Linked DNA regions of Lactuca sativa: region 2 is linked to region 1. The links are chromatin contacts, called in public Hi-C maps. All regions are on one chromosome and are shown on one strand. Each heading gives the region's core, a stretch centred on a gene start, on an enhancer-like site or on the middle of the called end of the contact. The rest is flanking DNA. Distances are from core to core; before and after follow the strand shown.

Region 1 (5,047 bases), core at 2,364-4,863:
GTTCGGTTTTTTTATGTGAAATTGATTTTTTTTTGGTTTATGAGTTTTCACTTTTTCACGTTCAAACATTAAATTTTGTTGGACCTCTTCTTTTAACATATTGCCCATAAAAACCCTATAACAAACTTGTTATCAACGAACTCGTGTAATTTGTATCTAAAATCACGCCATCAAAACAAAAATATTACGTAACTTACATGGTGCGTTTATGCGTGTGTCGAAGTCAAACATGTTGGAGGAGAGCGCTGAAGTCAAAGAGTCGTTGAAATATGATGAAGTGGAAAGGAAGTAAAGAAGAAAATGAAAGACTTATTAAAGTCAAATGTGAAATTCAAAATACACATAAAAGGATGTTGTTTTAAGAAGTCAAATGTGAAATTCAAAATACACATAAAAGGGCGTTGTTTTAAGAGATCGGTTTGTAGGATCAGTAGTAAACTCCAGATTTTTCAATTTCTTTTTTTGGCTGAGTTTTGTTCTTCTGCAAGACTCCTAATTCACAATGATTATCATAGTGTAGCCCTTTCAACTTTCCCCCTATTTAGTTTTCAACTAATGTTAACCAAACCGGAGATTCTCTAATGCCTCCGATTTGAGCACAATCACGCTAAGCTTGTGTCATGCGATCAACTTCCTTCAATTGAGGAGATTTAAGGTTTTTTTTTTTTTTTTTTTTTTTTTTTTTTTTTTTTTTTTTGGTTATTGTAGCCTGAAGATGCCGACAAGTAGAACCCAAATTTATTGAGTTATCAACTCTAGCCAACATAAGCATATCATGTTATGGCTTGTCCCTAAAGAATGCATAAGAGATTATGTCACATTTTGACTTTTTAACAATAACAAAAATGTAGTTCATTCCTTCATTTGTGAAGATAGAATTACAACCGAGACTAACAAACTAACAAATTAAAAAAAAAGAGTAAATTACACGAATGGTTCCTACGGTTTGGGGCAATTTGCGTGTTTGGTTCCTAATTTATTTTTTAACTCATAAGGTCCCTACTATTTGATTTTGTTACGCACTTGGTCCCTACTATTTGTTTTTGTTATGCATTTGGTCATTGTCTTACCTAAAAAAACTATTATTTTAATAAGGAACATTGGTGGGGTGGGTAAGATAAGGTGAGGGATGGTAGGGTTCAGGTCCTGTTCAGACGGTGGGCAACCCGGGAGACCGCCCAGAGCCCACGACTCCAAGGGGCCCAAAATTTATAGGCTATGTAGTTTATATATATATAAAAAATTATTACCTAAATGATTTTTAGGGCCTAAAGTTGGTTGAAACTCAAATTAGCTCAAAAGATAAATAACTTAGTTTGCTTGTCAGTGCTAATTGAACACGTCTATATTATAGAGTAAATGATATGTTTTTTTTAATCTTTATTATATTTGTCTTCGAGGGGCCATTTTTTTCTTTTTGCCCCGGGCCACATATATGTTTGGAACAACCCTAGTAGGGTTGGAATGTGTTTATTTAAATAAATTAAAAAATCAAGAAAAAATAGTCTTTTTAGATAAGACAGGGACCAAATGCGTAACAAAAACAAACATTAGGGACCTACCGAGTTAAAAAAAATAAACTAAGAACCAAATGCATAAATTACCCTAAACCATAGGGACCATTCGTGTAATTTACTCAAAAAAAAAATCAAATTATACACATATATAACAAATATCGAGGAACACATGTGAACAACACCTTCGATCATATGAATTTGCACTACTCAAATACCTATGAACTTGCATGTCAAATTGTTCACATCAAGGCATTATTCACTTCATCGTGAAAAAAACCCTCCAATATAGTTTCCCTTCAGGCCCTCATACACTCATTGCAATTGATGAACTTGGTCTTTTTCTAGACTTTTTTTCTTGAGCCAGTCTTTGTGGAAGATCTTATTTTTACGTTATACATTACAATTTGATGTTGATCAAGACGTATCAGTCAACTTTGACTATCTAATTGGTTATAATTTTTGTAGGTGCAAACCCAATAATTATAAAGAAAAAAATCGTAAACATAAAAACAAAACAATATCATTGTGACCACGTGTAGCTAAACACAAAATCACAAAGAGACTAAAATCCGTATCTTTATATGTGCTCTACCTATTCGAAATGTGCCATATGTTTTATGAGGCTTCCTGCAGTCTGCAACGGTAGATTTCGAGTTGAATAGATGAATCCATGTCAAGGTAAAATGGTAAATGAATCATTTAGGCTATGCATAGGATTTTTTTAGCAGAAGAAATGAATTTTCTGAGATCAAGAAGACTTAAGACTTGAATGTAATAAAAATCGGAATAAGATTCATCCTAGTCAAATCCTAAAATCTTAGTACACAAAATCAGAATTGGTCCTACTATGATTATTAAAAAAAAAAAAAAAAAAAAACTTAAGATCTAAGATATCGAGAATCTAACAACGATGGTTGGAGCTATGCATATAACTCTCATAGTTCTTTGAAAGTTCGATACGTTTCCAATTAATCTAACATCTTGTCAACCCACTAAAATGCTTTTTTCCTCTCTATTCAACTTAGCTTTTGTCTTTTCAACCGTAAACAAATCTAATCAATCATATTCATATAATACCACTGATATTTCATTATGTTCATAAGCTCGTCTCATATTTACAATGCCTTCAAAATACCAAACGCAATAAACTTAAAAGTAAAACAGCAACAATAACCATCGTACAAACTTCAATGCATAAATAATAACATAACACGACACTAACAACAACTTCAACTTCAAGTGGAAGTTGCAGCGGCAGAGGTTTTGGGCTTCTTGACTATCAAGACCGGACACTTGGCGTTTTGCGCACAGTGATTACTCACACTTCCAAGAAATGCCCTGCCAATTTCAATGCATCCAATTCCATCACTTTTCAATTTTCATATATTTCATAAACATAAATCATCGATCCACAATAGAAAGTTAGAAACACAACTGACCTCTTAATCAATCCGTATCCATGGCTGCCCAACACCACCATGTCCACACCCATTTTCTCCGCCGCACTGCAGATCACATCCCTCGGATCACCCTGTTCCACCCTCGTCTCCACCTTCACCTACAACACAACTCGAATAATCAACATAAAATACGATCATATATACTCTTTAGAGAGAATTGAAAGAGAGTTTAATTTCTCACATCTTGAAGATCTTTGCAAAGCTTTTTGGCCTTTTCCATCACGGATTCAGCTACCTGGTTCCTGTAGTTATCCATGGTGGCAATTATATCCGGCGAAAACAAATACCCTGATCCATCGAGAGCTGTGTAGACGACTTGCGGTGGTTTGACGTAGAGGAGGACGAGGGTGTCTTTCGAATTCTCGGCGACGACGTTTTTCAGGCACCACGACAGCGCGTACGTGCTCTCCTCGCCTTCGTCCACCGCCACCAGTATCTTCCGTTCCTTGGTTGTCATCGATCGAGATATCAACTCCTGCTGCAGTTACTAAATCTAGCTAGTTGTGTGATTTGAGTATGGAGAATGGAGGATTGGATCCATATTATATTGGGTTGTATTTACAGGTGTCGTGAACAAGAGTGAAAGATGTTTGCGGCGGTTTCTGGTATTGATGGCGTTACCTGATTTGGGTCCATAGTTTTCTTTTCACCCTGTTTTCCATCTCTATCCTTTGTTGTTTTTTCTATACATAGAAACTCATATATTCAGCAAAGTCGCTTGACTCCATGCGTGCGCGCGTTGAAACTTGAAAGTGTAATATTACACTTTTAGTCCCTATACTTTTTCCCTATTCAATAATCTACCCTATTTATTAATATTTCTATATTACGCCCTCAGATTTCATAAATTTGCATTTTAGATTTACATTTTAAGATTATATTATCCTGTTTATTAATATTTCTGTATTATCCTCTTTCCTCTTTAAATTCTCTAATTTTCAACTACGGTTAATACTGCGATTATCATTACTCCTCTATGATTGGTACTCAAACCTACAACCACATTGTCGATGCACCTCACCTTTGTTTGTCATTGCTATTGCAACATTACCATCTCTGTCTCCTACTCTTAGTCCACCCTTCTTACTAACACATCAATGTTGTTTCCCCTATTTCTTTATTACTGTTTCGACATTAGGTCATATTTAAATATATTTATTCTTTTATGTGATGTTAGGAAAAATATCACAACATGAGTTACAATCATAATGACCAATTAGTTGCGAGGTTATATGATTTTAGTGAACCACACTATGTCCATATTTTACCAAATTTAGACAATATATATAAGGCAAACACACTATCTCCATATTTTACCAAATTTAGCCAATGTATATAAGGCAAACACACTGAAAGTGGAGCCAACGAATCAAAATGGAAACTTATTACTTTTAGTTCTACTGTTACGTGTTAATTTTCGAATAAAGTTGGGCCCAACCCAAAGGATTGTTTGCTCAAAGTGTAAGCCCTCTACTGGTAGTTTTCATATGAGGAATGGGTTCCATTTAAAAGAGTTGAGAGTTTAAAATTTTATACCTTAGACAAAACACAAAAAGAAAAAGTCCAAAATCTAAATATCATTATATTAAAAGATAAAGAATGAAAGTGAAGAAAATATATTGGTTAAAGACGCTAAAAGGGAGGGTACAACATATAATTACCATCCTATATTCTGGTTAAATAAGTTGAGTTGTGAAAATTGTAGGTTTAATATAAGGTTTAAGATGAAGAAGACAAATAATAAGTTTAGGATTTTTATTGAATAAGTGGTGTTTGGATAAATTTTTTTTATGTTATTAGCTTATTGCGGTGGGAATAAACATTTTTTTAAAATGTGTTTGGATTAGCTTATTGCGGTGGGAATAAGCAATAAACAATAAACATTTGAAGTGTTTGACAAACAAAACAGCTTATATGAGTAAAATGAGCAATAAGCAATAAGCAATAAACATTCATCCCATTGTTTATTAAAATCAGTTTATTTAGCTTATTACTACTGCAATAAGCTGGTTTTTAAAAACTTTTATCCAAACACTTAAATTTGCTTATTGCGGTGAGATTAAACAATAA
Region 2 (4,563 bases), core at 1,024-3,523, 210 kb after region 1:
ACATTATTCATACTTAAAATAATCGACATTCACATGCAGAATATAGTTAAGTGGATAAAATGATGCCCTTTAGAATAATTGAGACAAATCAAATGTAAAAGTGTGAAAGAAAATGAAAAAAAAAAATCACCAAAACCAGCAAAGAATGCCCAGTTTGACTCAAAGAAGTCAAGCCTTTTATCCAAACTCAAACCAGAGAAGTTCCATTTGTACCTATAAAAAAATTAAATGAGAAGCCACAAAATAAAAAACAGGAGCCATGTCATCGCCACTTACTCAAAGCAGTAGTAGGCATACATCCATGAAAGAAGTATGAAATTGAGTGCCTTCCCAATATAAGGCACCAAACCCGTGAGGTAAACCTGTTATATAATATATCTATATTATTACCATAAAAGGAAAATAAAATATGATATATATGTATATACCTCGAGAAAGAAAAAGGTCAGTAGGAGGAGTGAATAGCCTTGTTCTGCTATTCCTATCATGACCCTGAAAATAAGTATATGATGTTACTTATGGTTATGGCAACTAAATTAGCAGCTCCAAAAAAATTTTTTTTTTTTTACCTGCCAAGGTCAGTTGGTTTATCAACATGTGTATGTCTGTGTGTTGTATTTTCTGAAGTTGATGCCTCTTTTTTGTTATTGTTAGATGGAGTTGCATTGGTTGATCCAGGTGTTTCAGTCACTGTAAGACCAAACTGAGCAATATCATTGTACCTAGATATAAGCATGTTATTTATTATGTATGCAGGTGGCAAATGCTGTATTTAAGACTCATTATAAATAAATATGTACCATATAGTGCTTAAAATGAAGCTGAATATGTACAAAGGGTAGAACCATAGACCCTGTTCACAACCAAAATCATATCAATTCATGGCATTGGCAGCATTTCAAAATCACAAAACATCAACTTCAAAAGACAGAAAAGTCAAACAAGTCAACCGATAAGGGAGTCCATAGTCAACTCTCTCAAGTAGATGGGGTTCACCAGGTACAAGGGAGATGTAGAGACTTAAGCACAAACATATTTAGCATTTTGAGATTGTAGGCATCATGGCAACTCACATTTCAAGAATTAATTCTCAATGATTGTTAAAGTAGGCATCTTTAGATCAAATCTGCACACATAAATTAACCAAGTTTCCTATTGTATACTCACATAAATAAGTTGTAAGAGTCCAAGTCGTAAGAAGGCATACAATCTTATAGGCATATGCGATAAGCATAGATCTTGATCACCACCTGAGACTCCAAAGGGTAATATCCATTGTAGTGTTGGAATGATAAGAGATCTTAGAATGAAAATACTGCAAATAATACAAGTTTTGATCACCATAGAGAGTATAAGGTCGAATGAGAATTGCAACTAAGTAACAGTTGAACATTATGCATCAAGATACTAATAAAGAAATAATTTATTTTTAGGGCTAAATGCCACAAATAGTATTGTACTTTCCTTTATTTGTTTATTGTAGCATCTTAATTTCATTTGTTTCGATTACAGCATTGTACTTAAACTTTTTCCCATTACTGCATTCTACTTTGAAAAAATTACCCAATTATAGGATTGTACTTTGATACTAGATTACTAGGTTATAGCAGTGAAAATTGCTTTGTAGTTGGATGACATTGCTATGATTATTTAAGTACTGTGAATTCTACACGATTATAGATTCAAACCTAAACAGTTTTGAGGTTCAAATTTGGCATAGATTTCCGCAATCGTAATGTTCCTTATATAATTAGACACAATTATCAATGTGATCTACGCAGACAAACTAATTCTAGTCAATTTTGAAGTTAAAAACGTTAACTAACGACCTCCAAATATCCAATAGTAACTCTTTCAGGAACAAAGGTAGGATCGTTTTACTTCAATCAACTCAAATTTATAATAGTTATAAGTATTCGAATCATCAGCAGAAATTAACAGAGCAAGATATTACCTCCCTAAAAAGATAAAACCGTTTAAGAGAAAGCACTGTCCGGTTCGAATCATCAGTTGCCTCGACCTTCAGAAGCGAATAAAACAATTAAAACAAAAGGTCGAAATTGAAGAAGCAACTTGTGTAAAAGTGGAAAAAATTGGAGAACCTGAGACAGTAGATGACGACTCTGTGGAGACAGCAAGCTTCTCGAAAACCTTCGACCCACAACACCGATGCTTGCTTTAGCTTCGTGAGGTAGCCTCTGATCAAGGGGCCGATGTTTTCCATTACTGAATTTACTTTTTGTTTCGTGCGCGTGAGAGAGACGAAATTGATTCCTCCAGCACCAGCGGGTTACGTTTCATATGCCGAACTTTTAATGACTTGGTCCCTATAGTCTATCGTTTGTAACAAGTTTAGTCCCTAAATGAAAATTTTAATGTATTGGTCCCTGTAGTATATCATCTGTAGTAGGTCAAAACACACAAATTCTAGCCCCATCGACAAGACGACAACGAAGAATAAAGAATTCGATGATCACCAAATTAAGCCATTCAAATTTTTCCTTTCGCCAAAATTGCAAATCTGTCCCTCATCTCTGGGGAATTTATATTTAACCCCTGACATTCATAACTTTCAAAATTTTGTTGTCTCAAATCCAAAACTTAAATTTCGATTGCATTTTTTGTTCCTTTTGTTTATAGATATTGCATATAACAACCAGGTTCAACATGTATAATCTTTCTTTAACATTGTTACTCATGGTAACTGATCCTTACAAATATATAAAAATCCATCAATATGTAACTTACTCAAATAATATTATAACTTTTTGCAATATAATACTTATAAATTTTATTATTATAAATATGGTCTTGTTATTATGATATGATTTTTTTTAGCAAACTTGATAGCTTACATACATCAAGGTCAACAGAAATGTCACTTATGAACACCATACATATTACATGATAGAAAAGAAGGTGCATTTTCTATAATCAATATGTTGAATTTATATAACTGATATAATTAACTAACAAACATAATAAAGTTAACAATTTCCCCCTAGCTAATGAAAAGGCCAAGAGTAAAAATACAATGTGCTTTGCTAAAAAAAACACATCATGTTAACCTCATGTTCATATTACTCGTCCTCAAAGGGATGCCTTCATTACACATACCATCTTCCTCATCCATGTGCTTGGAGACTTTCACTGACCTGTCATTGATACACAAGATGTAATTGTTTTACACATACAGAGTGTCAGAGTGATATGACTGATGTCAATGGGACAAAAACTGCAACTTTTGCTATCTCGCCCAGAAAGGTGGGACAGGGACTCACTCTCAATGCAAAAGACAAAAGACATGAATGCCTCGTCATTTGTATATTAAAAATAGCAATAGAAAGTTTGTCCAGTCATGTGCCATAAAACTTTGTATTAGAAAGAATATGATGGTGATGAAAAGGTAAAAAAGCATACCAGCAACCATGTCTTTGGTTTTATGAAGAAGGTTCTAGCTGTGTTAAAGGTGTCAAGAGCCTATAGTCAATATTGCACCCAAAGAACATGCACTCAGTATGGATGTTTTCTTTGACTTAATGTAAAAAGAACAACTTAATAAAATACCTTGTTCAAATAATTCATGTGAGTAATGATACAAAGCAGAACAAAGAAGGTAAAAGCCCATGTTTAAGGATAAACTAATTGATTTGTTCCTGAAAAAGTAAGCTTCAAAGCAATACCAAGACCTTTAACACTCATTACCTGTGAAACAAACAAAAAAAAAACCCTTTTATATATTCAGACACAAAGATCAAGAGAATAAATTAAAAAAAGAAATAAGAAAGCTACATACCGACAAAGAACCTACTAGAGAACAAACTCCAATGTAGCACATTACATGTGTATGACCATATAACGGGATATAACATAAGACAAGTATAAAAACAACTACTAACACCAGCACCCCATATAAAATAAAAGCTGCAAAATGAAAGTGGGAAAAATGTGAAAACTTGTTTGCATAAATGTGCATTTAACCCAAAAATTAAATAAAAAAGATTATTACATGGCTCTGTAGCAGGATCCCATACCTCTATGACTGATTCAATTGCACGTTCTTGAGGAGCATGTAGAGCAATTGTAATAGAACCCACAACACATAGAGCACAACCAAGAACTCCAAAAATATGTGCAAGCACAACACTACAATATGACATAGGTCAGCTATATATAGATGAATAGGTGTGTCTTTTTTACTAATGCAGAAAGAACGACTTGATTAAGGAGCTGTTTCTTTTTGACATAATGATTAATGGATTAAGCACTTAATATGTACATGTATACATTGCTGATTTTTTACTTAATTTAGACATAATGACTTACTGGGTTAAGCCAAAAGACATGGGTGTAATGTATTAAGACACTAACCCTTTACCTATTTGCATTTTTTCTTTTTTCCTCCCAACTCTTCTCATGTTGAATTGATTGATATTTTTAAATACTTAAAATAGATAAATATTGTGAAATATGTTTTTTGAAATGGATAAGTAAAATGGTCACTAAGTCTTATTTAGATTGTTTAGAAAAGAAACTGAAGTTATGTATACAACACATTATCCA

The links. A called contact is a pair of places that touch in the nucleus more often than the background predicts.
Region 2: a Hi-C map of leaf shows a contact between it and region 1, with 6 times the contacts expected there. The contact joins the promoter of LOC111878034 here to the promoter of LOC111878038 in region 1. A contact is called at or near these places in 3 of 4 Hi-C or Micro-C datasets (bud and leaf).

Annotation. Positions count from the first base shown.
Region 1 is chr5:247,295,335-247,300,381 of Lsat_Salinas_v11, forward strand. It overlaps LOC111878038, which reads right to left and starts at 3,614. Exons shown (of 3, transcript XM_023874555.3): 1 at 3,159-3,614; 2 at 2,957-3,075; 3 at 2,583-2,855. The coding sequence starts at 3,434. The coding sequence ends at 2,753.
Region 2 is chr5:247,507,538-247,512,100 of Lsat_Salinas_v11, forward strand. It overlaps LOC111878034 (protein EI24 homolog), which reads right to left and starts at 2,274. Exons shown (of 11, transcript XM_023874550.3): 1 at 2,103-2,274; 2 at 1,955-2,020; 3 at 1,168-1,315; 4 at 801-853; 5 at 570-722; 6 at 429-492; 7 at 277-362; 8 at 131-213. The coding sequence starts at 2,224. It also overlaps the pseudogene LOC111877970.